Regions from separate parts of the Mus musculus genome. Here regions 2, 3, 4, 5, 6 and 7 are each linked to region 1. Evidence: chromatin contacts called from public promoter capture Hi-C data. All regions are on one chromosome and are shown on one strand. The core of a region is the stretch at or near the end of the contact, and the rest is flanking DNA. Distances in the headings are between cores, read along the strand shown.

The links. Promoter capture Hi-C pulls out the DNA fragments that hold promoters and counts their contacts.
Region 2: a promoter capture Hi-C map of pre-B cells shows a contact between it and region 1, with 2.5 times the contacts expected there. The contact joins the promoter of Dhps here to the promoter of Ccdc130 in region 1. A contact is called at or near these places in 2 of 39 promoter capture datasets (erythroid cells and pre-B cells), 2 of 484 Hi-C or Micro-C datasets (B cells and CD4 T cells) and 1 of 115 datasets of contacts at active chromatin or transcription factors (bone marrow-derived macrophages).
Region 3: a contact with region 1 is called in a promoter capture Hi-C map of cranial neural crest. The contact joins the promoter of Syce2 here to the promoter of Ccdc130 in region 1. A contact is called at or near these places in 10 of 39 promoter capture datasets (the 3T3-L1 cell line, 3T3-L1-derived adipocytes, cranial neural crest and 4 more), 1 of 115 datasets of contacts at active chromatin or transcription factors (large pre-B cells) and 1 of 9 other capture datasets (liver).
Region 4: a contact with region 1 is called in a promoter capture Hi-C map of pre-B cells, with 3 times the contacts expected there. The contact joins the promoter of Trir here to the promoter of Ccdc130 in region 1. A contact is called at or near these places in 11 of 39 promoter capture datasets (the 3T3-L1 cell line, the C10 cell line, cranial neural crest and 6 more).
Region 5: a contact with region 1 is called in a promoter capture Hi-C map of liver, with 4 times the contacts expected there. The contact joins the promoter of Dnase2a here to the promoter of Ccdc130 in region 1. A contact is called at or near these places in 6 of 39 promoter capture datasets (the 3T3-L1 cell line, cranial neural crest, liver and 2 more) and 1 of 115 datasets of contacts at active chromatin or transcription factors (microglia).
Region 6: a promoter capture Hi-C map of pre-B cells shows a contact between it and region 1. The contact joins the promoter of Junb here to the promoter of Ccdc130 in region 1. A contact is called at or near these places in 6 of 39 promoter capture datasets (the 3T3-L1 cell line, the SN4741 cell line, cranial neural crest and 3 more), 1 of 484 Hi-C or Micro-C datasets (forebrain) and 2 of 115 datasets of contacts at active chromatin or transcription factors (bone marrow-derived dendritic cells and bone marrow-derived macrophages).
Region 7: a contact with region 1 is called in a promoter capture Hi-C map of liver, with 2.0 times the contacts expected there. The contact joins the promoter of Ptger1 here to the promoter of Ccdc130 in region 1. A contact is called at or near these places in 3 of 39 promoter capture datasets (liver, neutrophils and pre-B cells) and 1 of 9 other capture datasets (liver).

Annotation. Positions count from the first base shown.
Region 1 is chr8:84,268,451-84,271,866 of GRCm38.p6, reverse strand. It overlaps Ccdc130 (coiled-coil domain containing 130), which reads left to right and starts at 1,465. Exons shown (of 10, transcript NM_026350.3): 1 at 1,465-1,525.
Region 2 is chr8:85,069,761-85,073,312 of GRCm38.p6, reverse strand. It overlaps Dhps (deoxyhypusine synthase), which reads right to left and starts at 1,556. Exons shown (of 9, transcript NM_001039514.1): 1 at 1,260-1,556; 2 at 697-861; 3 at 1-18. The coding sequence starts at 1,466.
Region 3 is chr8:84,869,907-84,873,410 of GRCm38.p6, reverse strand. Syce2 (synaptonemal complex central element protein 2) reads right to left here and starts at 1,300. Exons shown (of 5, transcript NM_027954.3): 1 at 1,158-1,300; 2 at 579-691. The coding sequence starts at 1,172.
Region 4 is chr8:85,025,535-85,029,165 of GRCm38.p6, reverse strand. It overlaps Trir (telomerase RNA component interacting RNase), which reads right to left and starts at 2,333. Exons shown (of 3, transcript NM_026760.3): 1 at 1,932-2,333. The coding sequence starts at 2,267.
Region 5 is chr8:84,907,388-84,910,857 of GRCm38.p6, reverse strand. Dnase2a (deoxyribonuclease II alpha) reads right to left here and starts at 2,103. Exons shown (of 6, transcript NM_010062.4): 1 at 1,988-2,103; 2 at 1,696-1,873; 3 at 1,523-1,601; 4 at 1,168-1,332; 5 at 889-1,086; 6 at 1-172. The coding sequence starts at 2,082.
Region 6 is chr8:84,977,060-84,980,733 of GRCm38.p6, reverse strand. It overlaps Junb (jun B proto-oncogene), which reads left to right and starts at 1,986. Exons shown (of 1, transcript NM_008416.3): 1 at 1,986-3,674. The coding sequence starts at 2,305. The coding sequence ends at 3,339.
Region 7 is chr8:83,665,116-83,668,732 of GRCm38.p6, reverse strand. It overlaps Ptger1 (prostaglandin E receptor 1 (subtype EP1)), which reads right to left and starts at 2,089. Exons shown (of 3, transcript NM_013641.3): 1 at 1,817-2,089; 2 at 1-854. The coding sequence starts at 837. It also overlaps a transcript of Pkn1 not described here.

The DNA of each region.
Region 1 (3,416 bases), core at 216-2,715:
ATATAAAGCTGAGCTCAGGGGCCTTCAAGAATCTTCCATGTTACTAACCTTTTATTTTTTAATAGACCTGGCAGAAATGAAGATATCTAGAGAGACTCGTCCCCACATCTCTCAATCTATCAGACCATAAAATAATGAACTCCAAAGAAATGGGAATTTCCCCAGGAATCTCATGGTGGGCAAAAGAAAGGGCGCCAGCCAGAGGGGGAAGAGAAAGTCTTCTGGAAAGAGATTTCACCCAGTTCTAGGTTTTGCAGACCAACTTACAGGATGAGACTGAAGCCCAGACAATGGTGGGTCAATGGTGGGCGGGACCACACCTTGACCAAGACTGCTTAGATGTGAGATCCTTGTACCTTTAAACCATGATCTCACACCAGAACTTAAGAGTGTCCCTTCCCCGAATCGCTTTCTAAAGTGCCACCATTGAATAAACCTCTTTTTTTCTGCTTTCTACTTTTTTGGTGGGGGTGGGGGGGCAGATTTTTTTCGAGTCAGGGTTTCTCTCTGTAGCCCTGGCTGTCCTGGAACTCACTCTGTAGATTCAGAGATCCACCTGCCTCTGCCTCTCTAGTGCTGCGATTAAAGGCGTGTGCCACCGTCCCCCGGCTTTGCTTTGTACTTTTTGTTTTGGGTTTTTGTTTTGTTTTGTTTTTTGAGACAGGGTTTCTCTGTATAGCCCTGACTGTCCTGGAACTCACTTTGTAGATCAGGCTGGCCTCGAACTCAGAAATCCACCTGCCTCTGCCTCCCAAGTGCTGGGATTAAAGGCGTGAGCCACCACGTCCGGCATTGCTTTGTACTTTTAAGATTTATTTACCTGAACAGGTGTTTTGGCTGCATATATGTATGCACCACATACTTGCCCAGAGACCTACAAATATCCCTCTGACTCTACTTCCCTCAGTCGTGGCACACTAGCACTCACCCACACACATACATATGTATTTTTTTGAGACAGTGTACTCCTGACAGGCCTTTGATTATGTAGACTACCTGCCTCTGCCTCCAGAGTGTTGGGATTAAAGGTGTTGGCCACCACGTCTGGTCATAAACATAATTTTTTAAAATCCATAAATAAATAGCCTGGGCTGTATTGGTAATCCCACTACTTGGATATCACAAGGCGAGTCAGAAATTCAGAGTCATCTTCAGCAATATAATGAGATGCAGGGTCAAACTGGGATACAAGAAAACCGGTCTCAAACGTCAGTCAAATCAAAGCTTAAAAATGACGAATCAGCTCCTTCGAAAACGCAACCGCCAGGGAGGGCTGGGCGGTGCCAAAGTAGATCTTCCGGGAGGAAGCCATCTCCAATTGGACCACTCCCGGTGGGCGGGGCTTCTAACGGCTAGACAGGCCTGAATTGGTCAGTCTGCAATAGCCTCAGCCAATCAAGATGACGAAAGTGCCTCGCTCCAGCTTGCGCAGGCGCTTTTGGGCCGCAGAGGCGGGCGCTCTGCGGGTTCCTGGCTCCGGGTGTGCTTCCGGGCTGGTGGAGGCGTGACGTCAGGGAGAGGGCAGGTAGGTACGGGGTGAGGACCGGTCCGCGACGGCAACGGGGGTGGCAGGTCCTCAATCCCACCACTGCGTCCTGGCACGGGAGATGCTGTATCTGCGGACGCGAGCGGGTTCCCAGGGCCCAGCCTCCGTTTTAGGCCAATGGCACCTCTAGGCGTCTTCATGCTGAAGATGAGCCCTCCTAGCCTGAATTGAAACATAGTGCTTGGGAACAGTAGCTTGGGGGCCGGCAAGGTGGCTTAGCTGGTAGTGGCGCTTGTGGCCAAACCTGACAACATGAGAGTTCGACCCCTGAGCATGTTGAAAGAATCGATTCTTGTAGGCTGTTCTCTGATCTACATTCTCACTTCGTTGCACACTCTGCCAACACACGCAGAACAAATAAATGTAATTTGTAAGGGGCTGGCGAGGTGGCTCCGCGGTTAAGAACTTGACCTGCTCTCTAGCAGAGGACCAGGGTTCAGTTCCCAGAGCTCACAGCTGCCTGTATCTCCAGAGAATCCAACCCTCTACCCTTTCCGGTCACCTGAACTCACTTCTGCACACACATACACATAACAAAAATATTTTTTATAGTTGTTAGTAAGTAGGAGAAATTTGAAATTGTCACTTTTCTTTGTCCCATGCCTGTTCTTCTCAATACTTAACACCTGTCATGACTCCCAAAGGCAGTCTCAGCGGCTGAATCCTTTAGAAAACTTTTTTTTTTCCCCAAATGGAGAAACTGGGATCCAGGTAGCCCCTGGCCCAGAGTCAGGCAGCTAGGAAGCAGCAGAGAGGAGATTGATGCCCAAGCTGTGGTCTGCTGTGGCATTTGAGGTCAGGAATGACCCTTGGCACAGAAGAGCCCCTGTGCATCCACCTGAGCAGACTGGGTGTAATCTGGCTGTGATACTACCTGTGGTGATTAGCCATTTAAGACTTCAGAAGCTGAGGCTGGAAGATCTGGAGTACTAGGCCAGCCGGGATTACACAGAAAGGCATGTCTCCAAAACAAACATGTTCAACATTGTAAAGCAGACCCCAAGCACATAGCACTTCAAGCTGGGTGTCCACACTACCAGCCCATACACTTTTTCATTATAGCAAACCCCAGAGTCACTCCCGCTCCCATTTCCCTCTGTTTTTAATTTTTGTTTGTTTTGATTTTGCTTTTTGAGACAGGGTCTTCCTGTCTGGTTCTGGCTAGCTTGGAACTTGGCTTTGTGGACCATACTGGTCTCGAACTCAGTGTGTACCCTCCTGGTTCCACACACACACACACACCCCGAATGCTGGGATTAAAGGCATACACCATCACTCCCTGGTCTGTATTCTCTTCTGACAGGCGATGAGCAGGCACTCCACAACAGTCAGACCCAGGTCCGCAGCTGGTAAAGAATGGAGCTTGAATTTAAACTCAGGTAGCTGTGCCTCGCAAACCTGGCTGGGCATTGAAGTACTTGGCCACCAAAGGTATCTGGGTCAGGACGTGTGATGATGACTCAGTAGGTGAAGACACTGACACCAAGCCTGGCTATCTGAGTTCCATCCCCCATGTGGGGGAAGGAGAGAGTTAACTCCTCCTCTGACCTGCACACAATGGCACAGTCACACCTGGACACACACACACACACAATGTTTTGTTTTAATTTAGGGGTGGAGAGATGGCTCAGTAGTTAAGAGCACATACTGCTTTTCTGGAATATCTGAGTTCAGTTCCCAGTCCCCATGTCAGGTGACTCAACGGCTGCCTGTAATTCCAGCTCCAGGGAGTCTAATGTCCTCTCCTAGACTCTCTGGGCACAAGCACACACTATTTAAAAATAAATTTCTCTTTTAAAAACCTTACCCCTGGAGGTGGTGATGCACACCTTTAATCCCAGTGCTTAGGAGGCAGAAGCAGGTGGATCAC
Region 2 (3,552 bases), core at 307-2,806, 800 kb before region 1:
GGTCACCAATACATCCACCTGTGGTCGGTCGCAGGCAACACTGACCCCCCCTTCTAAGCAGCAACCTAACCTGGGTGAGCTCATCCAGACCTAAGCATGAGCGCTACAACAAAACCAACTCCAGGCCAGGCCTCCCTCTGCCTGAAGCAGACCCACAGCCAGAAAAAGTGGCACGGTCTTGCGATCCCAGCACTCGGAAAGGAGGCTGAGGCATGAGGACTGCCGGGATGTCAAAGAACAATACTCCATCTCCTCACACCCTTTTTTTTTTTTAATCTATTTTGGGCGGTGGTGGTGCATGCCTTTAATCCCAGCACTTGGGAGGTAGAGGCAGGCAGAATTTCTGAGTTCAAGGCCAGCCTGGTCTACAGAGTGAGTTCCAGGATGGACAGCCAGGGCTATACAGAGAAACCCTGTCTCAAACAAAACAAAAACAAAAAAGACTAAAAGATGTATTTAATATATGTGAATACACTGTCCCTCTCTTCAGACACACCAGATCTGTAATGGCATCAAAAGATCCCATTACAGACGGTTCTGAGTCACCATGTGGTTGTTAAAAAGCAAACCCAAATCTTTCACAGGACCGCAAATAATCTCTGAGCCTCTTCATTTCTCTTAACTGAAAAATAACCCTTTTTTTTTTTTTCCTACTGGCCCAAGGAGGCTGGGGTTCCAGAGCTAACGTGGACCCACCATGTTGTGCTGCACGAGGTATCGAATGGTCTCCCGGATGCCTGAACTGATGAGGTTGGAAGTATAGCCCAAGAAAATGGTGCAGCCTGTAAGTGGGCGGCGGCTCTGAGTCAGGTCTGCGTGATGATCTTCATCTACAGCCAGTGGCTCCAGTTTTTTCTCAATCTGGTCATAAGGGCACAGGAAAGTTGCACTAAGACTCCAAACCTCAGTTGAGGTACCCTACCTGGCCTGGATTCCAGAGGTTGATTGCACTCAGGGAGACTACTACAAAACCAAAGCACAACCCCTGGGCAGACCCTAACCCTCCCATTCCAGGTCCAGGTCTGTCACTTGATGGTTTGAGAACCACCCAGTATCTTCAAGTCTCCTTCCACCGGGAAAATCGAACCCCGGGCTCCCCTAGCGTTAAGCTCCTCCTACAAAGCCCTTTTGGATTTTTAACTCCAAGCTCCACCCATCGCAGAACTCTAGTTTACCCGGACTCCGCCCTCTCCCGGACGCTCACGCGGAAATCCGCGCGCAGCGGCCCGGCATCCCGCCCGGGTGGCCCCGCGCCTCACCATGGCGTTGACTTGCTGCACCGCGCGCCCGAAGTTGGTAGCCTGGAAGCCGGTGGTGCGGTAGGCGTCCAGAAGCGCATGGTAATCTACGCCGCGGTTGAAGTCGTAGCCTTGGACCTGGGCGCTCTCGGGCGGCAACGCTGAGCTGTGCTTGAGCACGGCGGCCAGCGCCGAGGAGGGCGCCGCCCCTGGCGGGGTCCCTTCCATGTGCTCGCGGCCGCTCTCAGGTCTCAGCAGCCTCGGCGCCCTGAGACCCGCAAAATCCCTCAGCGAGGTCGGCCGGAGCCCAGGAAGTGCGACTCGAGAGCCTTGGGGGCGTGGGGCGACGAAACCGGAAGTCACTTGGTCTCGTGACCTTGGGCAGCGCCCGCCGTCCTGGTAGCCGCCATTTTATCCCTGTGTTCCGTACATGTGGTCCAGGAGCTGTTACTGAGCTTCAAGCATAGGGAAGTGCCTAGTTTGCAAGCTGTCTCTCTGTCCAAATATTCTTGTCCCCCATGAGCGAAGTGATTGTTTCTTGGACGGTGTCCTTGAACACGACTTAGGGCATCAGGCAAAAAAAAAAAAAAAAAAGAGTTGCAGCCTTTTGTCAAATGGAATAGTGTTTTCTTTTGATGCTTCTTCCAGTCTCCACAAACTTTGTTGCCTCCTCTTTTCCCCCTCCAGCCATAGCTCAATTTTAACTGGATCATGGGCCTCTGGGGAGGCAGGGATGACTGCCATCTATTTACCACGAGAAGCTTGCTGAGAATCTATCATGCATCCTCTTAATGATACACTGAGCCTAGGACAGGGGCACCCCTTCTTCTGGTTTGTGTAGTCTAGACTAGAAATAGTGCTCTCTGCTGGAAGCTGAGATTTAGCAATGGACAAGACCTCTGACCTCCCGGTGACCATAGTATGATGAAACAGAAAATGGTTTAGTGATTAAACCAGGCTTGGGACACACTGCAATCCAGAGGTCGAGGCAGAAGAATCTCGAGTTCCAGGCCAGGCTGAACGATAGAGAGCAGGACCCTGTCTTAACAAAAGGGACCTGTGTGGCTAGGGAAATAGATGTTAGTATGGTCCTTGCTTTTTGAAAAAGCAAGAGTGTGGATTGTATATGTGCGTTCAATTACCAGAACTCAAGGGGCTTGGGGGTTGACAATACCAGTAATTCCAGCTCTGGGGAAGCAGAGACAGGCAGATCCTTGGGATGGGGCCTGCAGAATGACTCAGTAGCCAAAGGCTTACGATAGAAGAAGAGTCTGGATTCCCATACATTCTCTTCTGACCGCCACAGCAGGCCATGCATGCACAAGGTCATAACACAGGCTTGAGGACCAGGTGAATGTCTTCTGAGAGTGACATATGAGGTTGTCCTCTGGCCTACAATCAATCAATCAATCTCTCTCTCTCTCTCTCTGAAGAGGAGGAGGAGGAGTTGGTAACCTGAGCTGAAGGAAAAGGTGATTGGTGAAAACTGCCAAGACCAGAAGACCCAGAAAATTCCTATTACATAAAGACTTCAGAGACACTATTTTTCCAACGATCCCCTTCATTTAACCAATATCTGCCATCAGTGCCCAGTACCACTACCTGGAGGGAGGTCTGCATACATCCGGGAGGGCAAAGTGACTTGAATCCATGATACTTATCACCTCCTCCTCCTCCTCTAGGGAAAAAGTTGAATGAAGGTAGCTATGGCTACTCTGACTAAGATAGTGATGGCGGGGGGGCTAGAGAGATGGCTCAGCTGTTAAGAGCACTGACTATTCTTTTTTTGGTTTTTTGAGACAGGATTTCTCTGTATAGCCCTGGCTGTCCTGGAACTCACTCTGTAGACCAGGCTGGCCTCGAGCTCAGAGATCCGCCTGCCTCTGCCTCCCAAGTGCTGGGATTAAAGGTGTGCACCACCACGCCCGGCACAGCACTGAATATTCTTAGGAAGGTCCTGAGTTCAAATCCCAGCAACCACATGGTAGCTTACAACCATCTGTAATGACATCTGACGCCCTCTACTGCTGTATCTGAAGACAGCTACAGTGTACTCATATAAATAATAAATCTTTTTTTAAAATACATATACATATAGTAATGGCTGTTATGCTCAGAGTCACCATGATCAGCAAGCAGAGGGAAGAGCAGGTAGGGACATAGCAAGAACTTGGTCTCTAGGCTGGTAAGACATGACTTATTGGGTAAAGCCTTTTGTCAGGAGGCCTGGATACCTGAGTTCAATCCCAAGGCCACCGTGGTAGAACAGGTTCTCAGAATGTTAGCCTCTGACCGGTTTCACATGCAACTACCT
Region 3 (3,504 bases), core at 51-2,550, 600 kb before region 1:
TGTCTCCAAAAAAAAAAAAAAAGAAAAAAGAAAAAGAAAGAAAAACAAAAACCAAGAGAAAATGAGTCTAAACATGAGGATTCTATGCATCCTGAAATTAAACCTTGTGGATATCAAAAGGAGACTGCCAGTACCCAGAACCAATGTGGGCACCTGTTGTTAGCATTTCCTGTAGGCTCCGCCCAAGAGTTACCTAGCAACAGCCAGGTAAGACCCTGGCTCACAGGTAAGGACTATTTGGCTCTGGTGTCTGTCTCCCCTCCCCTCCTCTCTCTCCATCTTCCCTCTCTCTCCATCTTTCCATTTCCTCCCTCTTTCGCTCTCGCTCTCTATTTTCCTCCACCTCTCCCTTCTCGCCAGTAAACTTCCTCTATATGAGGTCTGTCTCATGGCTGTCCTCACGAGGACACCTAGGCCGGGCCCGCCACGGTGCTCCACTTGTCCTCTGCGGCTTCATAAAACACCAACCTGGAAGGTGTTAAATCACCCGTGGACCAAGGCCCAGGGCAGACCACGTGGAATGACCTACGTGACCAAGGCGGGGCCCCGGAAGGGCAGCTGGGCCTGTCACTCCTCACCTCGGGGCCACTGAGCCGGGCGTCTCCTCGTGGTTCTCACTCTGCCGATGCTCTCCGCTCTCCACAATCGCCGGCGGCTCCTGGTCCTTTAACTCCACGGGAGGCGCGGCCACCTGCGAGCGCAGCCAGCTCTGAGAGGCGGGGTGGGGAAGCTCAAAAGGGACGCGCTAGCAGGGAGGCCCCGGGGTCAGGACCCTCGGGGCCGCAATGGGGGGCGCGCTAACACCTTCCCGCGGAGAGTAGTTAAAAGGAGGCCGAGTGTGGCACACGCCTCGAACCCCTCCTCAGCCTCGGGAGGCGGAGGCAGGCAACCGCTGAGGGTTCGAGGCCCGGCCTGGTCTACACCGTGTGCTGTCTTCGACCAGCTCCTGAAGCGCACCGCACCCCCTCACAGCCTCGTCCACCAGGCCCCACCGTCTCGTTAGTCAGGAAACCTCGCCTCTCCCGGCAAGAGGCGGCTCCAACCGCGGGGAACAGGGCCCGGGTTCGAATGTGTGGAGGAAGTCTCTGTTCCCCGCGGCCCTAAGCCCCGTCGCCCGCCTCCCGCCGCCCGCACACGGGAAACCGCACCGCACTCACTCCGTGGCGCTCCATTCCGTCTTTTCCCGCCTCAGCGCCCTCTGCGCACGCCACGCCCCCTGCACGCCCCGCCCCGAGCACGTGCTGAATGAAACGCGCCCTGGCCCCGCCCCCGCCCCCCCCCCCCCGGGGGCGGCGAACTCGAAGGCCCTCCGAACTGGCTCTGCCTTTTGGGCTATGCTGGTGCTATGTGGTAACAGACGGATTTGTGTTGTATGGACCGGTGGGCGTCTGAGCTCATAATGCGTAGGTGCGGGACTCGGGGTCACCTGTGGCCCTCAAGAGTTTGAGGAATTCACACTGCGTCAGAGTTCCGCCCCTTCGATCTACAGTTTGTGTGGCGGCAGTGTCTTTTTAAGACAGGGTTTCTCAGTGTTTCCCTGACTGTCCTAGAACTAGCTCTGTACATCAGACTGGCCTCAAACTCACACTCTCCTGCCTCTGCGGCTAGAGTGCTGGGATCAAAAGTATGCGCCACTAGTGCCCAGATCAAATTCTTTTGGAACAGGGTTCCACTATGTCCCAGCCTAGGACTCTGTAAACCAGGCTGACCTAGAACTCTGAGATCAGCTTGCCTCTCTGCCTTGGAATTGAAGGCAGGCACCACCTAGGAACAACCTTCATTTTATTTTATTTACATGTTATATATGATTTAAACTACTTTTGGGCACCTTCCAACTAAGGCCAGAAGAGGGCATCAGATCCCCTAGTTATAAGCCTCCTGGCATGGATTTTGAAAACCTAATTCCTGTTCCCTGATGCTCTTCATCGATGAGCTGAATTTTATTTTTGTTTTACGTTTGACCTATTTTGTGCATGCCTATGTGCCATCCACTCCGGGAGTGTGGAAGTCAGAGGACAGCCTGAACGAGTCCACAATCTCCTTCCACCGTGTGGGTCATGGAGATGCAACTCAGGTCATCAGACTAGGCAAGCACCTGTACCCACTGAGCCATCTAGAGGGATCTCTTGTGTTTAAGTGGTTTTTTAATACACATTTTTACGGGTGTGGGTGTTTTGACTGCATATATTTATTTCTATACTACGTGTGTGCATAGTGCCCATAGTGGCCAGAAAAGAGGTTCAGGTCCCCTGAGGCTGGAATTACAATTGTGAGCCACCATATGGGTGCTTAAAATTAGACTTGGTCCTCTGCAGGACAAACCAGTACTTAACCTCTGAGCCATCTTTTCAACCCTTTCTGTTTTTGCTGCTACATCCCTAGCAGCTTGGGGCCTGAAATGCTATGTGAGGGAATGAAGAAAGGACAGACACACAGTGAAACTGGGATCCGGTGGCTTCTCTAATGCTATGGCTGCAACCTGGACCCTCAGCTATTTATTAAATACAGCACAGCTAGTCTTGGTAGGAAGAATCTGGGGGTGAGCAATCCTAGCCTGCAAACACCAGGAGAGGAAGCCAGATCTGCTAGCCTTTGTACACTGGTTGATTATCTGGAAGCCATCATTCTGGAACTCTAGGGAAAGAGTTGCCGTTCCTCCTGAGCCTGGTTCATATAGGTAATTGATTAGACAGGTTTTCCAGGGGTCAATTGGTCTTGGACTCCTGTGCCCAGATTAAGATATACATTCAGGCTGGACTCTACCTACTCAGGGCTCCCTCTGCTTGCTTTCTGTCTCTGTATAGCCCTGGCTGTCCTGGAAGCTCTATAGACCAGGCTAGCCTCAAACTCAGAGATCAGCCTGCCTTTGCCCCATCAAGTGCTGATTCAAGGGGGAGGGGTATACCACCAAACCCAGCTGAAAAACTGGCACTCCTAAAATACATTTCCTTTTATTACTGTAGTGATTAAAAACTAAAACTGTTATAAATGTTGCAAAAATAACTGGCAGATCATAAATTTATTGATAGGAGGCAACAAACTAAGTGTTGCTGGGTGATGGTGGTGCACAGCTTTAATCCCAGTGGTCAGGAGGCAAAACCAGGCCCATCTGAGGCCAGCCTGGTCTACAGAGTGAGTTTCAGGACAGCTAGGGCTACAGAGAGCAACCCTGTCTGGAAAAAATGTGGGTGACATAAACCTATATAATCCAATGTCCTCTTCTGGTATGTCTGTGTCTGAAGGCAGCTACAGTGTACTCACATATATAAAATCTTTAAAAAAAGAAAAAAGACATACAGACAAAATAACTATACACATAAAAATAAATTAAAAAGCAAAACAAAACAATCCAAAACACCACCTAAACACCCAAGAGCCAAAGCTCATCTGAAGTCAGCCCCCAGAAAAGCAAGTTCAAATGTAGACCCACAAAGCTTTATGAACGTATTCCTCAGAGCTCATATGATTTTTTTTTTAAATAGTCTAAGTATCTGGCCCAGGGTG
Region 4 (3,631 bases), core at 1,084-3,583, 760 kb before region 1:
CATATTCACAGTTATGCTATTTGAAGGTAATAACTATCTCCTTTTAGAAATAAAGACAAGTTTCTGGGAGAAATAGGACAGGCTGCCAACAACAGACTCAGGATCAGATGTGCAAGGCCAGCGGGAGCACCCTGAACCACAAAGCATCCCTCATTCTCCTACCCTGAGCTGGCCTGGCGTTTTTAGGAATATAATGACAATGGCTACTCAGGAATAAGTCAAAGAGGCAGTGACACCACTGTTGCTCCTATTCCTGGACTGTCACATCAACCCAGGCCCTGTTACTTTCCACTTCCTCTAAGAACAGTCTGGCTCTGGGTTTTCACCCTGGCCCCATGTTCTCCCTTTAACTGGGGGCCTTCAAGAGATTATCCTGTTCTTACCCTTTAACTAGGCAGTGACTGCTGGACTATTCCCACAATCGCTTTTGTGCAATACTGCAGGTGGAATCTAGGATCCCATGCATTCAAAGCGATCTTCTGCTGAGTTAAATCCCCAGATCTCGTTTCTGAGACGGGGTCTCACTAAGTTGCTCAGGCTGGCTCTGAACTCATTCTGGACGTCAGATCCTTTCACGTCAGATCCTTTCTCAGCTCCTGAGTAGCTGATACTACAGGCACACACTACTGGACACACACACACACACACACACACACACACACACACACACACACACACTGTGTTGTTTTTAGAAACAATGTAACCTTTGTTCAGACTCTGCAATCCTCCTGCCTCAAGCACCACAGTGCTAGGATTCCATGTATGTGCCACTTTGGAGGCTCACACACACCCCCTTTTAAGACCTAAACAAACTTAAGCCTTACCCCAAACCACAGAACTGGATCCAAGATTTGACCCACAGTCTGTTATTCTCAAACCAACATTTCTTCCTCCCCACTACAAGGTCTCAACATCAGAGACAAAGCAAGCTCAAAACTAACAGAGTATATGTCCAACTTATTTAACCCGAGGCTCCTCAACATGACACTTGACATTTTCAGCTAGATCATTCTTTGTTATCCCTTGCGTTATAGGATACAGAAGAGCATCCCTGCTATCTACCTATAGATGTCACTAGCATCTCCTCTTAAGAGTTTGACAACCAAAATGTCTACAGACTTTACCAAATACATGAGGATGAAGAGACTTGCTCCCAGTAGAGAACCACTGGTCTTGTTCTTTAAGAGTCTGTTCTGACTTTCCTAGGACCACTTCATGAAATACATCAAAATCTCAATTATTAGAACTACAGAAAATCAGGATAGGCCACCCACACTCCAAACAAACAACGTTCTTTTCTGTCAAAGACACCACCAATAAATACTCAGCACAAGATAAGGTGCTAAATAAATGGACATTAGTTAAATAATAAAGAAAGGAATCGATTGATCTTGCTAAGGCCACAAAGTCGGTGATTTGCTTTTTGTTATTGGTTGGTTGGTTTTGTTTAGTTGGGACAAGGTCTCACTTTTTCGAATTCTCCTCTTCTTGCATCCGGAGTGCTTGTAATACAAGGCGTGTACCACCACGCCCGGCTACGGTCCGTGGTCCGAGTCGAGTCTAACGATTACAGCAGACTCGGGATTTAAATGTGTCTCCTCTTTTTCCCCCACATTATATGTGGGCCTCACTATTCAAAGTCTGGGTACAAATCAAACGGGAATCCTAGCATCTAGGGCCCCCTAACCCCAGAGCGCTGCTTCCAATGCAATTTCCCGGTTCTCAGGTCCCACGAATGAGATCTAAGGATTCCCATTCCCGCCCAGAAACACCTCTGGTCCGGAATCCAGGCTCGAGATTCTCAGCAAGCGACCGGGACCGTCCAGGCAGCCGGGCGGAGGACTGCCTTGGACCATGACGCCCCTTCCCGGGCCCGACTCCCCCAGCCAACGCGGGCCCCGGCGCCCGCCCCCACCCCCGCGGCTCCTTACGAAGCTGAGCGTGGGGCCTGGGCCGCCCTTCCTCTTCGGATTCCCTGGGCCCGCCGCGGCGGAGGCCGGTGGATCGGGTCGCTGCGGGCCCGGGGGTGGCTCCTCCTGCCGCTGCCGCTGCTCCTCCTCCATCTTCCGCTTGAACAGCTCCAGGAAGCTGCCATCGTTGGCAAACAAGTTCACACCGCTGGACACCGGACTCGAGCCCGACACCTCGTCGTCCCCACTCTCGGGTGACGTTCCCGGTCCCGACTCAGCCCATCGGCTCCTGCCGCTGCCCGCCGGGCCGGGCGCCTCCCGACCCGGAGGCTCCGCCCGTCTCCCTCGGGCAGCCATTTTGTGGCCAGATGCCGTGCAAAGGACGTCGGGAAAGGCTCTCAGACCGCGCGCTTGGCGCGGGACTGGCTTCGTCTGGAGCAATGCATGCTGGGAAGAGAGGTCGGAACCCAGAAGCCAACGCAGAGTGGGCGGAGCTTAGGTGGGGCCAAAGGGTTCTGACCTGGCCACCAGGCGATGGAGCCCAGAAGCCGGTCCCTTTCCTTCTGGTCCTCGGTTCCCTAATCCTGCTAGATACGAGTTAGCTAAGCAGCCAGAAGCTCCCCGAGAATGGGACCATCGTTTGGGACCCAGGCCCCCTGTAAGGGCTAAGAGAACAATCCCAGGCAGCCACCAGAACTCTGTAACTGAACGGATCTTGTTTGGAGCCTGTGTTTTCAATTGTCCCTTGGGAACTTGTGTGGCCCCTAACTAGGTCTACAAAGCATATCTAACTTGATACCTCCTATTAGAATGGAAGCATCTCCAGGTTTGACATCTGTCTCTGAAGTTAATCTCTTAGCTTGAAATAAAAATACCGCTGGCAGCGGGGCGTGGTGGCGCACGCCTTTAATCCCAGCACTCAGGAGGCAGAGGCAGGCGGATTTCTGAGTTCGAGGCCAGCCTGGTCTACAAAGTGAGTTCCAGGACAGCCAGGGCTACACAAAGAAACCCTGTCTCGAAAAACCAAAAAGAAAGAAAGAAAGAAAGAAAACCGCTGGCTGCGTGCAGCTAGACACTGCCTGAGATTAGTATTTAAAGAGGCTGGAGCACTAAAATGAAGCCGAACGTATTTCCAGGCTGAGAACCTAAGACTTAATGTTTTGAGCTGCGTACTGCATGAAGGGACTAAGGACCCTTGTATTCTTTCCCAAGGACAGGGACTCGATTAAAATTGCATTTGCTGAACTTGGAGCACACCCAGAGAGAAAGCAGAGTGCCAAGCGCAATAAGAGTTTCAGAAATTAAAGTTCTTTCTACAAGGACGACTTGTTGCAGGAATCATTCCTGCCCAACATGGGAGTTCCGGGAACACAGGGGGAAAGTCTGCATACTCTGCAGCAAATGGAGTCTTTTAATCGACCCTCAGCCAAATAACCAGTTCGTTCGTAATTGGTTTGCGACAGAAACCATGTGGCTCACAACCAACTGGGTAACTGGAGGACCGGAAGAGATGTTGAGGTCCAACACAGAAAGTAAGGGGGAAATGATAATCAGGAAACTGAGCCTATGGAATCAAGAGCTACCTCTGCTCTAACTTCACGCAAAAAGCTTGGCCAGGATGTTTGCCTGGTTGCTAAGGAGAGGTTGACGCCTGCAGGGACTTGAGCGTGACTAGTGGAAGTAAGACAAGATTCATCCAATGAAAAGAGTGCCGCAAGACT
Region 5 (3,470 bases), core at 854-3,353, 640 kb before region 1:
TCCTCTGTGGCACTGAAAGTTAGTCTAGATGGGCCAGGGAATCCTGTCTGTGTCACATCCAGAACCTGATAGGCTCCAGAGCAGTTGGAGGGCAGGATGCCTGGAGAATTTTGCCAGAACTGGACCTGTAGGTTGGTGCCAAGGGCTTCTGCCAACCATCCGGAGTACAGGTCTGCAGGGGAAGGAAGGATGAGGTGAGGGCCACTGGTACATTCCTCGGTATGGCTTCCTGCTCGGCTCAAATGTCTACTTTTGGAATGACGTGAACCTAAGCAGCCCCTATTAACAGGTCAGGTCCCTCTTCAGGTCACACCTGCAGCCCTAACACTCAGAAGCTGGAACAAGAGGCTCTCAGATGGAGTCTAGCCTGGAATGTACAGAGAGGTCTTACACAAACACATAGGCTGGGCATGGAGACTCGAGCCTTTAAAGTCTGCGCTGAGACAGTAGAGGCAGATGGCTCTCTGAGAGTTCCAGACCAGCCAGGGATACACAGTGAGGGCCTGCCTCCCCACACCCCTAAAGGGAATCCTTACCAAACAATTATGTGTTATTTCACAACCCACTAAGGGAACCCTTAATATCCTAATTTTTCAGGTGAGCAAACAGGCTCAGGTTGTATTGTATATTACACATCCAGAAACCAACATTTGAACCTAGGTCTTGGCTGACTTCAAGCTTCCATCTCCGCCCCCACAGTGCTGAGGTCACAGATATGTATCACCCGCCCAACCCGTCTGCTGGCTGTTTACTGCTCATAGTTATTATTGTAATATGACTCCCAAAGACATCTGGGCTCTAAATGTGTTGCCCGCAGGCCTAGGGATACTAGGGACCCCCTTCTACAACGAAAGTGCCCTCCCCCCACCCCTCAACATCAAGGCTTACCATCTCCAAATTTTCCAAATTTGGCAAAGCTCTGGAAGGTGGCCCCAGCTTGGGAAGTGAGTATTACACTGCTATTCCAGGGCTCATGGAGGACATGTTGGTTCTTGATCACCGTCTCTAGGTCAGGTAATTTCTGAGCGAAGAAGCCTTCCAGCTTGTGGTCATAGACAAGGGGATAGGTGTAGGTTAGCTGCTTGCCTAGAAGACAAGGCGAGGGAGCCGTGTGAGACTGGTTCCTCAGAGGAGTTTGAGGCTTGGCTTCTCAGTGATTCAACTCACCAATCCTTGCAAACTGAGTGAACGGGAGGGACACACAGAGTAGGGTCTGGCCGAAGGTTTGAGCATTAGGAGGCCAGGTGTATGCACCAGAGGACGCAGGGGGTGGGAAGCGAGGCACACTGTGGACCAGCCAGAAGCCCCCTTCTTGGTCCAGGAGCAGGACACCTGAACCAGAAGGAAGAGGTCAAGCTAGCTCACCTGCAAGCAGGTACGGGGCCTCAGATGGCTGGGGTCTTAGAGCGGGAAACGGAGGCCAGTGACAGGGCAAATCCCCACCCTTCATCAGGCCAAAGGTTAGTAAGGGTAAAATTTACAATTCAGGGAGGCTCCACGACCACCAGTCCAAGCCTCTCACCCTTCGTATGCCCATGGCCGGTAGAGTCCCGAGCTGAGCTGGATTTAGGAGGTTGGTCGTTGTAGAGTAGAAAGGCCAGCTAGGAGAATGCACAGAGGCTATGTAACTACCCTCCCTTCCCCGCGAGACCCACCACAGTGTCCCGGCCCGGGTTCCGACGGCACTCAAGTCACCTGGCTGGAGTTCTTTCGGTACAATGGCTGCAAGCTGCGGCCCACGGCTCCCTCCGAGCTGTTGATGTACCCTACACCGTCTTGCCAACCGTCGGAGTTCTGGTCCATGTATTTATACGTCAGTCCCTTTGGAGTATCCCTAGACCCGCTGTGAGCCGGCAGCTTGTATACCACGAACCTGGAGGTCCGTGAAGACATGAGGTTGGGGGAGAGAAGGAATCTGAGGTTTTTTGGATTCCCGCGCCGGTCCCCAGGCAGTGTGCGGGGGACAGTCCCGCGACTACTTACTCACCAATCCACAGGCTGCCCGGAGTCCCCATAGCAGCTCAGGGCTTCGGCAGGGACCCACAGCAGCGCAGCCAGCAGCAGCGATCTCAGTGTTGCCATGAGGCGACAGCAATGGACTCTAAAAGACCCGGGGACAGCCGGGTCACGAGATTCAGATGAACTTCCCCTAAAAACCGAAGAGATCTGTGTCCCGGCTTCGCGAGGGTGGAGACGAAGCCCGCCAGGCCCAATACGGAGGCGGGGCTTCCTATGAAGTTGTCCCACAAGCGGACCCCGCCTCCTCCAATGTCCTCCCCGCCCCGTCCTCCCGCTTCTGGCCGACTCAGCTCCGGATAGGCTTCATCCGTGGACACGCCTCTCCCTTGGGCATTGGCTGTCACGTGACTTCTAAGGCGCTCCAAGTTCTGGGGCTTTTTTGTTTTGTTTTTTATTCAGGTTCTGAATTAGGAACAAATCTGTCTTTCTATTTCTTTTCCATTACTGCTCTACAACTCTTTTAACTTTTTGGATGGTCTTGCCTACATGTATGTTTGTGCATCACTTGTGTGCCTGGACCGGTCCAATTCTTTCCTTTCCCCCGTTCTGTTTTTTTAGACAGGATCTCATTATGTGCCCCTGGCTGGCCTGGAACTCCCTGATATCTGCCTGCCCCGGCCTCTGCTTCTGGAAGGCTTTTTAAAAGCATGCAGCAATTTGTTTTTAAAGATTTATTTATTTATTATATGTAAGTACACTGTAGTTGTCTTCAGATACACCAGAAGAGGGCATCAGATCTCATTACGGGTGGTTGTGAGCCACCATGTGGTTGCTGGGATTTGAACTTCAGACCTTCGGAAGAGCAGTCGGGTGCTCTTACCCACTGAGCCATCTCACCAGCCCGCATGCAGCAATTTTAAAGAATGCAGCAATTTTAAAGCTTGCAACAATGCAACAATTTTTCCTGGTCCCCTCCCCCCCCTTCTCTGACCTCTTAACACTGTGGCTTACCCTTGAACTCCTGATCTTCCTGTCTTTACCGTCCAAGTGTTCAAATCACAGGGGTGCTCATGCACGTCGTACGTACGTGTAAATGCACGAGCACATGGCACAGCATGCAAGTGGAGGACAGGACAGTGTGTGGGAGCTTCTCCTTTCACCAGATGGGATTTGGAGGTCAAACTCAGGGCAGCGAGCTTGAGAGCAAGCACCCTTAAAGGCTGAGTCATCTTATCGGCCCTTCTCTTTTTTTTAAGACAGGATCTCATTGTAGCTCAGGTTAGCCTGGAACTCTCAACTTTTGCTCAGCTTCCTGAAGGATGCTGGGATTATAAATATGAGCCAGTCTCCAGCTTTTACCTTTTTTTAAATGTGTATCTGTGTGTGTGTGCCTATGCCAGTTTGCATGTATCAGATGTAGGCTGTGCAGACACCCATAAGTGTTAGATCCCAGGAGTTGGAGTTACAGGTGCTGGGACCTGAATGCCATGTGCTCGTGCATTTACACGTAC
Region 6 (3,674 bases), core at 737-3,236, 710 kb before region 1:
GTGTTCTCGCATTTTTCTCGATTTGCGATTTTTGCCCTTTTACTTGGGTGGGAAGAAGGGGGCTACTTCCTTTAGGTATTCTATGTATTGGAAGGTAGCTCACCCCCGACTGAAGTGGACGTAGATGAGAAGAGTATTCAGACTTCAAAGATAAGTGGTAGGGAATGGGGACCCTAGACCTTCTGGTAGAAGGGAAGGGCACATACCCAGGGGAGGAGGCAGCTCTGTACCAGCCTGCCCAGGCGCCAGGGATGCCCGAAAGCATTACCCCGCCCCCTCCGCGCCCCGACGGGCCAGGGGCAAAGTCCGACCCAGGCCCTCGGGCAGGCGGGGACCTGCCAGGCTGGGTCCAACCTGGCCGGGCGGGACAGGACTCAGCCCCAGAGCTGTTCCGAGAGGCTGGGTCAGGCCGCCGGGGGGCGGGGGAGCCCGGGGGTGGCGGTGGAGGCTGGTCCGGACTAGCCGTCCGGGGGCCCGGGCGCGCCCTGGGACCTGGCAGCTACCTCGAGTTCCTGGCTCTTAGTTTGCCGCCCCAAGACTGCACTGGTCCCACCTCTTCCTGTGCCCTAATATGGGTGCTGGGGAGAGAAATTCAGGGGGGGGTGCCCCGCCCCCAATCTAATTCACGGACTCCAGCCTGTTGCCTTGGTGACGAGGCCCCGCTCCCAGGCTGCATCCCCCTCCAGCCGGCCAATGGAACAGTCCTCGGCTGCCAGGCTTATTAGTCGCCGATGGTTGCAGGCTGAACCATTTCTAGATGGGGGAGATCAGACTATGACTAGAAGCGTCTGTAGCTGGGTTGTGACTTCCCCAAGGGTCGCTTGCCGAGGTTCCTCTTCCCAGGCGCAGAATTTGGCAGGCCCAGGGTAGGGTGCACCATCCCCTAGGCTCACAATGACGAGACAGGGCCGGGCTCTTTCCCCCTCGGGGCTGTTGCCACACTTCCTGCCTCGGCTCTCTTTCCCTAGCCTGTTTCTAAGGAAGGGAGTGGGGTTGGGCGACCGCACCCCAGCTATCCCGCCCCATCGGCCCTCCAAAAGCTGACAGGATATCGGGCGAGCCCCGGGTGACTAAGGGAGGGCTTTGGGCTGAGGTACTGGGCATGTCAGTGCCCTAGGGACCACCTACGAGGTACAGCCTCATTCGTACAAGTCCTGGTCTCTGGGATCCTCCGAGTCATCTTCTCAGGAAGATCTCAGATACCCTCCTGTCATTGCCTTCATAGCTCGGAAGGAAGCTATGTCGTGACCATTTTAATTCTCTGCCAGAGTTCTGCAAATATCCACAATGACCCCAACCTTTGCTAGATATGTTCCCATCTTTCTACTCCGATTACCTCAGCGTCCCCAGGACCTTTGTTCTGAATATCTAAATTGACCTCCCCAAAATTCCTTCCCTTTTCCACTTATGGGGAAACCCTCAGACTCATCTATGGACTCTAGAGCCCCTACTCATTTCTTGTACAATAGGTACCTGAGCCCTGTTGTGTCTTGGCCCTTTCCTCCCAACTGACAATTCCAGTTCTTTAAGCACTTTGTACCCGGGACCTCTGGTTAATTCCTAGGCCAAATGTTAACAATTGCCCCTGTTTTGTATCTTCTCTGTTTTCTGGGGTCTTCTACTGTATTGTCAGTTCACAAGCCACAGCTACCCTGGGTCCCACGAGACTTTTCCGGGGATATCCTAAGGTATCCAATCTCCACTTGCAGTGTATCTCATAAGCACCTGGCTGTACTCCCGCAGTTCTAGCCCCTATGTGCCTCGGCCCCTCAACATCCCTTTGCTTGTGTGTCTCTGTCTCCACAGCCCCTCCCCCTGCAGCCGCGCAGAGCCACCCGGCTCGTGGCCGCTGTTTACAAGGACACGCGCTTCCTGACAGTGACGCGAGCCGCCTCCTCCCCTTCCCCACGCTCTAGGAGGGGGCCGCGGGGGCCTGGCTCCCGCGTCGGCCAATCGGAGTGCACTTCCGCAGCTGACAAATTCAGTATAAAAGCTTGGGGCTGGGGCCGAGCACTGGGGACTTTGAGGGTGGCCAGGCCAGCGTAGGATCCTGCTGGGAGCGGGGAACTGAGGGAAGCGACGCCGAGAAAGCAGGCGCACCACGGAGGGAGAGAAAATCTCCGGAAGCCCAGCAGCGCCTTTACGCACAGCTGCCAACTGGCCGCTGCTGACCGTCTCCAGCTCCCGAGGACGCGCGACCGGACACCGGGTCCTGCCACAGCCGAGGACAGCTCGCCGCTCGCCGCAGCGAGGCCCGGGGCGGCCCTTCAGGGGGACCTTTCCCAGATCGCCCAGGCCGCCCGGATGTGCACGAAAATGGAACAGCCTTTCTATCACGACGACTCTTACGCAGCGGCGGGATACGGTCGGAGCCCTGGCAGCCTGTCTCTACACGACTACAAACTCCTGAAACCCACCTTGGCGCTCAACCTGGCGGATCCCTATCGGGGTCTCAAGGGTCCTGGGGCGCGGGGTCCAGGCCCGGAGGGCAGTGGGGCAGGCAGCTACTTTTCGGGTCAGGGATCAGACACAGGCGCATCTCTGAAGCTAGCCTCCACGGAACTGGAGCGCTTGATCGTCCCCAACAGCAACGGCGTGATCACGACGACGCCCACGCCTCCGGGACAGTACTTTTACCCCCGTGGGGGTGGCAGCGGTGGAGGTACAGGGGGCGGCGTCACCGAGGAGCAGGAGGGCTTTGCGGACGGTTTTGTCAAAGCCCTGGACGACCTGCACAAGATGAACCACGTGACGCCCCCCAACGTGTCCCTGGGCGCCAGCGGGGGTCCCCAGGCCGGCCCAGGGGGCGTCTATGCTGGTCCGGAGCCGCCTCCCGTCTACACCAACCTCAGCAGTTACTCCCCAGCCTCTGCACCCTCTGGAGGCTCCGGGACCGCCGTCGGGACTGGGAGCTCATACCCGACGGCCACCATCAGCTACCTCCCACATGCACCACCCTTTGCGGGCGGCCACCCGGCACAGCTGGGCTTGAGTCGCGGCGCTTCCGCCTTTAAAGAGGAACCGCAGACCGTACCGGAGGCACGCAGCCGCGACGCCACGCCGCCTGTGTCCCCCATCAACATGGAAGACCAGGAGCGCATCAAAGTGGAGCGAAAGCGGCTGCGGAACAGGCTGGCGGCCACCAAGTGCCGGAAGCGGAAGCTGGAGCGCATCGCGCGCCTGGAGGACAAGGTGAAGACACTCAAGGCTGAGAACGCGGGGCTGTCGAGTGCTGCCGGTCTCCTACGGGAGCAAGTGGCGCAGCTCAAGCAGAAGGTCATGACCCATGTCAGCAACGGCTGCCAGTTGCTGCTAGGGGTCAAGGGACACGCCTTCTGAGAGCCTCCCTTGCCCCATACGGACACCCCCAGCCTTGAAGGCTGGGCGCCTGCCCCCCACTGGGGTGAGGGGGGCAGGCGATGGGCACCCGCCAAAAGGCCTGGGGCGCAGCTCACACACTGGACTCCGGCCCGCCCGCCTGCGCCCAGTCCTTCCACCTCGAGGTTTACATGGCCCCCTTCCAGCGTATTTTGTATGTTTTTTTTTTCTGCAAAGAGACTGAATTCATATTGAATATAATATATTTGTGTATTTAACAGGGAGGGGAGAAGGGGGCTGTCGCGGCGGAGCTGGCCCCGCCGCTTGGTACTCAGCCTGCGGGGATACTAGGGAGG
Region 7 (3,617 bases), core at 840-3,339, 600 kb after region 1:
GAGGGTGGCTGTGGCTGAAGTGATGGATGAGGCAGACGAGGCGGAGGCCAAGCGGGGTCCACGAGATCCCCAGCGCCGGCGATCATCGGGACCTGCGGTCTTTCGGAATCGTCGAGAGCGACGCCGTCTCCAGCGGGCACGGAGGAGCGCCAGGCCGCTGAGCGTATTGCACACTAATGCCGCAAGGAGCGCGGCCAGGCCAAGGCCGGCGAAGAGGCCGGCAAGCAACGCCTGGCGCCAACCTCCACGAGGCCCAAGGCTAATAAAACACCAGGTGCCAGGGTACTGTAACTCGTAGCGACCCACGTGTACCAGTGGCAGCAGCGCCACTGCCAAAGCCATGGCAGCCAGCACGGCTAGTGCCAGGCGTGCGCGGGCCACAGATACGCGCGCCGCGTGGATCAGTGGCTGCGTGACACCCACACAGCGCTCTACGGCCATGCCACAGCCAAGCAAAAGTGGGCACAGGCCGAAGAAGACCATGCAGCCACCCAGGAAATGACACGCCCCTCCAGCAGGCGCACGCCCCGCAGTATACAGGCGAAGCACCAGGGCGCCCGGGATCACATGGCCTGCTAGGTCGATGGCAAGCAGGCTGGCGACGAACAACAGGAAGGTGGCAGCCGAGCGGCGCCGCCGCATTCGGCCTGCAACCTGGGCCAGCAGCGCCAGCGCCAGCACGTTGGACACAGCACCCAGCGTCATGGAGAAGATAGGCAGCGCTGGTGATGTGCCATTATCGCCTGTTGGCAGCACCACAGATGTATTGGGGAGCCTGGGTGTTGCGCACGTTGCTGCCTCATCCGCTAGGCTCAGGTTAAGCCCGCAGGGGCTCATATCAGTGGCCAAGAGGGCTGCGTAGATAAGAAGAGGGCACAGTGAGGTAGGGTCCCAACCTTCTGTGCCCAGGGCACCGCCACATGACCCTAGCTGCTCCATTTCAGATCCTATTCACCTGTCACTGGCCCCATCTCGTGTCTGGCTTCATTCTGCCCTCGTATCTGCTGGGGGTCTTGACTGACCTGGCACGGGTCCCGGGTATCTAGTCTCATCTCCACCCCACCCCCACCTCCACGTTTCCACCCCATCAGTTTCCTGGTCCATGATCCCATGGGATAGACCCTTGCCCATTTCTGATCCCAATTTCCACTTTCGTGTCTGCCTGCCCATCTCTCCGTTTTCAGAAGTCTCCTTGGCTTGCCCTGGAACTGGCCAGGCTAACCTTAAATTCAAAAGATCCACCTGCCTATGCCTCCTGTGTCTTGGGATTAAAGGCTCACACCACAACTAGCTTTGGTCACCTTTTAACTCTGTCCTTGATGTCCCTGTTCCAACAACGCCACCACTTATAGTTCATCTCTTCCAATGGCCGTGTGCCTGTCTCCAGAGACTGATCCAATCTGCAGTTAGATCTCTTCCCCAAACAACCCATCTCTACACCTATAGACCCGTTCTTGTGCCCCAAGGCCTCTATGCCACATCTCTGGTCTCCGTGGTCCTCTCTGTCCCCACAGACCCCTGCTACCCCGAACCCATCTCTGAACTCTATGGTGCTCTCAGATCCCATGGGCCCAGCTCTTTTCCAGAATCCCATCTCTGTTGCCCTCTCTTGTCTCCATGGCAATCTCTCACCAGTCTGGCATTGCCTCATTCAGATGCCCATCCCATACCCCTATTTGAACCGCCCCCGGCTTGCCCATTCTCTAGTTGAGAGGAGATGGACAGCCTAGGACTGAGAGCCATTAAACAGCAAGAGAGCAGGAGGGCTATAGCTAGCCTTCTTTGGCTTGCTATCCTCAATGTCCCAGCTTCTTACCCAGTGCTGCTCAGGATGCAGGGTCCCCATGGCCTGGAACTTGGCTCCTGCTGCCTGCTCCAGCTACTCCCTGGCTCCCGGCAGGCCGCTCCCTCTTCCTGGGGCGGCTCCTCGGCTCCGTGCCGCCTCCACCCGCACTTCACTGGCCTCCAGGGGCTGCTCCACCCCATGCATGTCTGCTCTCTGGGGCTGGGAGCCTTGAGTGGGCAAAACTGCTGGCAACAGTCAGGGCAACTGGGCCCAGCTCCTTCCCGCCAAGGACTGAGGTTCTCTGAATTGGTTTGGTCTCTGTGACCCCCCTCCTCTCAGCGGGGCAGGAGCAAACCCCCACACCCTCACCCGGGCCTCTTGCCCGCCTCATTAATAAAGTGGATAAAATCTAAACACTGGAAAATGTGAGCATCGCCTGGGGCAGGCTGGAAGGGCTATGAGTTCCCGTGGGGGGCGGGGGGGGGCAGGAGAGTGAGTGTGTGTGTGGAGGAGTGTTGTCCTCATTGGACTTGAGGGGTTGGGAGTTGCCTGGGTGTGATGGGAGCTAGCAATGCCTCCTACCCTTGCCTTTATGGTTGTCACAGTTGGGCAGAGGTGGGCAGCCTAGACCAGGGCAACAGGGAGTCATCCTAGGTGAAGAGAGGTGGCTAAATGACTCAGGGGAGCCAGGCTATCATCTGTATCCTGCCTTATGGGGAGGTAGGCAATTCATAGGGCACCCTGCATCCATAGCTATGTCTCACCTTCTGTCTTGAAAAGGGGCACACATGCAGCCACTGTCAGCTTAGTCATAATGGGGAGTAAACACTGGATAGCACTCACCATTGCTGACTGTAACATCTATCCCCCCTCCCCCATATGAAACTGATGCTTACCTCAGCACTGGGTGTAAATCTCACTGTCACTGTAAGTCTGTTCCCAGCCCCAGAGCACACCTCCTGATGTAGTCTCCCTTAAACCAATGCCCATGGACCCCGAGAACTTGTCCTGAGACACATAATCACATCTCTAAGGCCTGTTTATCCTGAATCCCCCCCCCCAAAAAAAAGAAAGAATACACCAGAGACCCATGCACACACTGAACACAGCTCCCTGAAACTCACTGCACCCAAGGCTTACCCACAATAATCACAGCTCTGGTTCAACCTGGCTACCAACCACCCACTACACATGGTCCCAGCTGCTCCCAGCAGACATGCGAGACCCCAGTATAGGACCTGGGCTACAATTCAGTGACAGAGCACATCCTTAGCATGTATGAAGCCCTGGGTTCTACTATCAGTACTGAAAATGGGCTTGTGATCAGGGATAGCAAGTAGCCATCTGCAGGGCTTCTGTCCTATATCCAGGATACCCATCTCCTGCCTGGTACCAGGGAACCAGTACCACTCAGCCTTCCTGCAGCATCTCTGCTGGGCTTACCCCAAACATTCCTATGGTTGCTGGAGAGAGACCTCTGGCCTGGTTCCCCTTGTTCCAATTGCCTCCCCTCTCCCCAAGTCTGGCCAGGGTCCCACCCCACCCTTTCCTTGATCTCCTTAAATCCTAGGATGAAATGGACTGTCAAAACAAGCTTGGCAGGTTTACATCTCTGTGAAGCACTGTGCCATGGATGCCTGTCCCCTGAGTACAACTAGGGTAACAGGGCAACAGGCCTTGCTGCCACACACGGGGGCTCTCACACAAGAGGAGCATATGTGAGGCCTGGGTGAGTGGGGAACCAGGTCTGAACCCCAAGCCAGCCAGAAACTCCAGCACTGCCTGGAAGCTTGACGGCCTCCAGCCAGGGGGAGGGGGCAGCAGGGCAGCC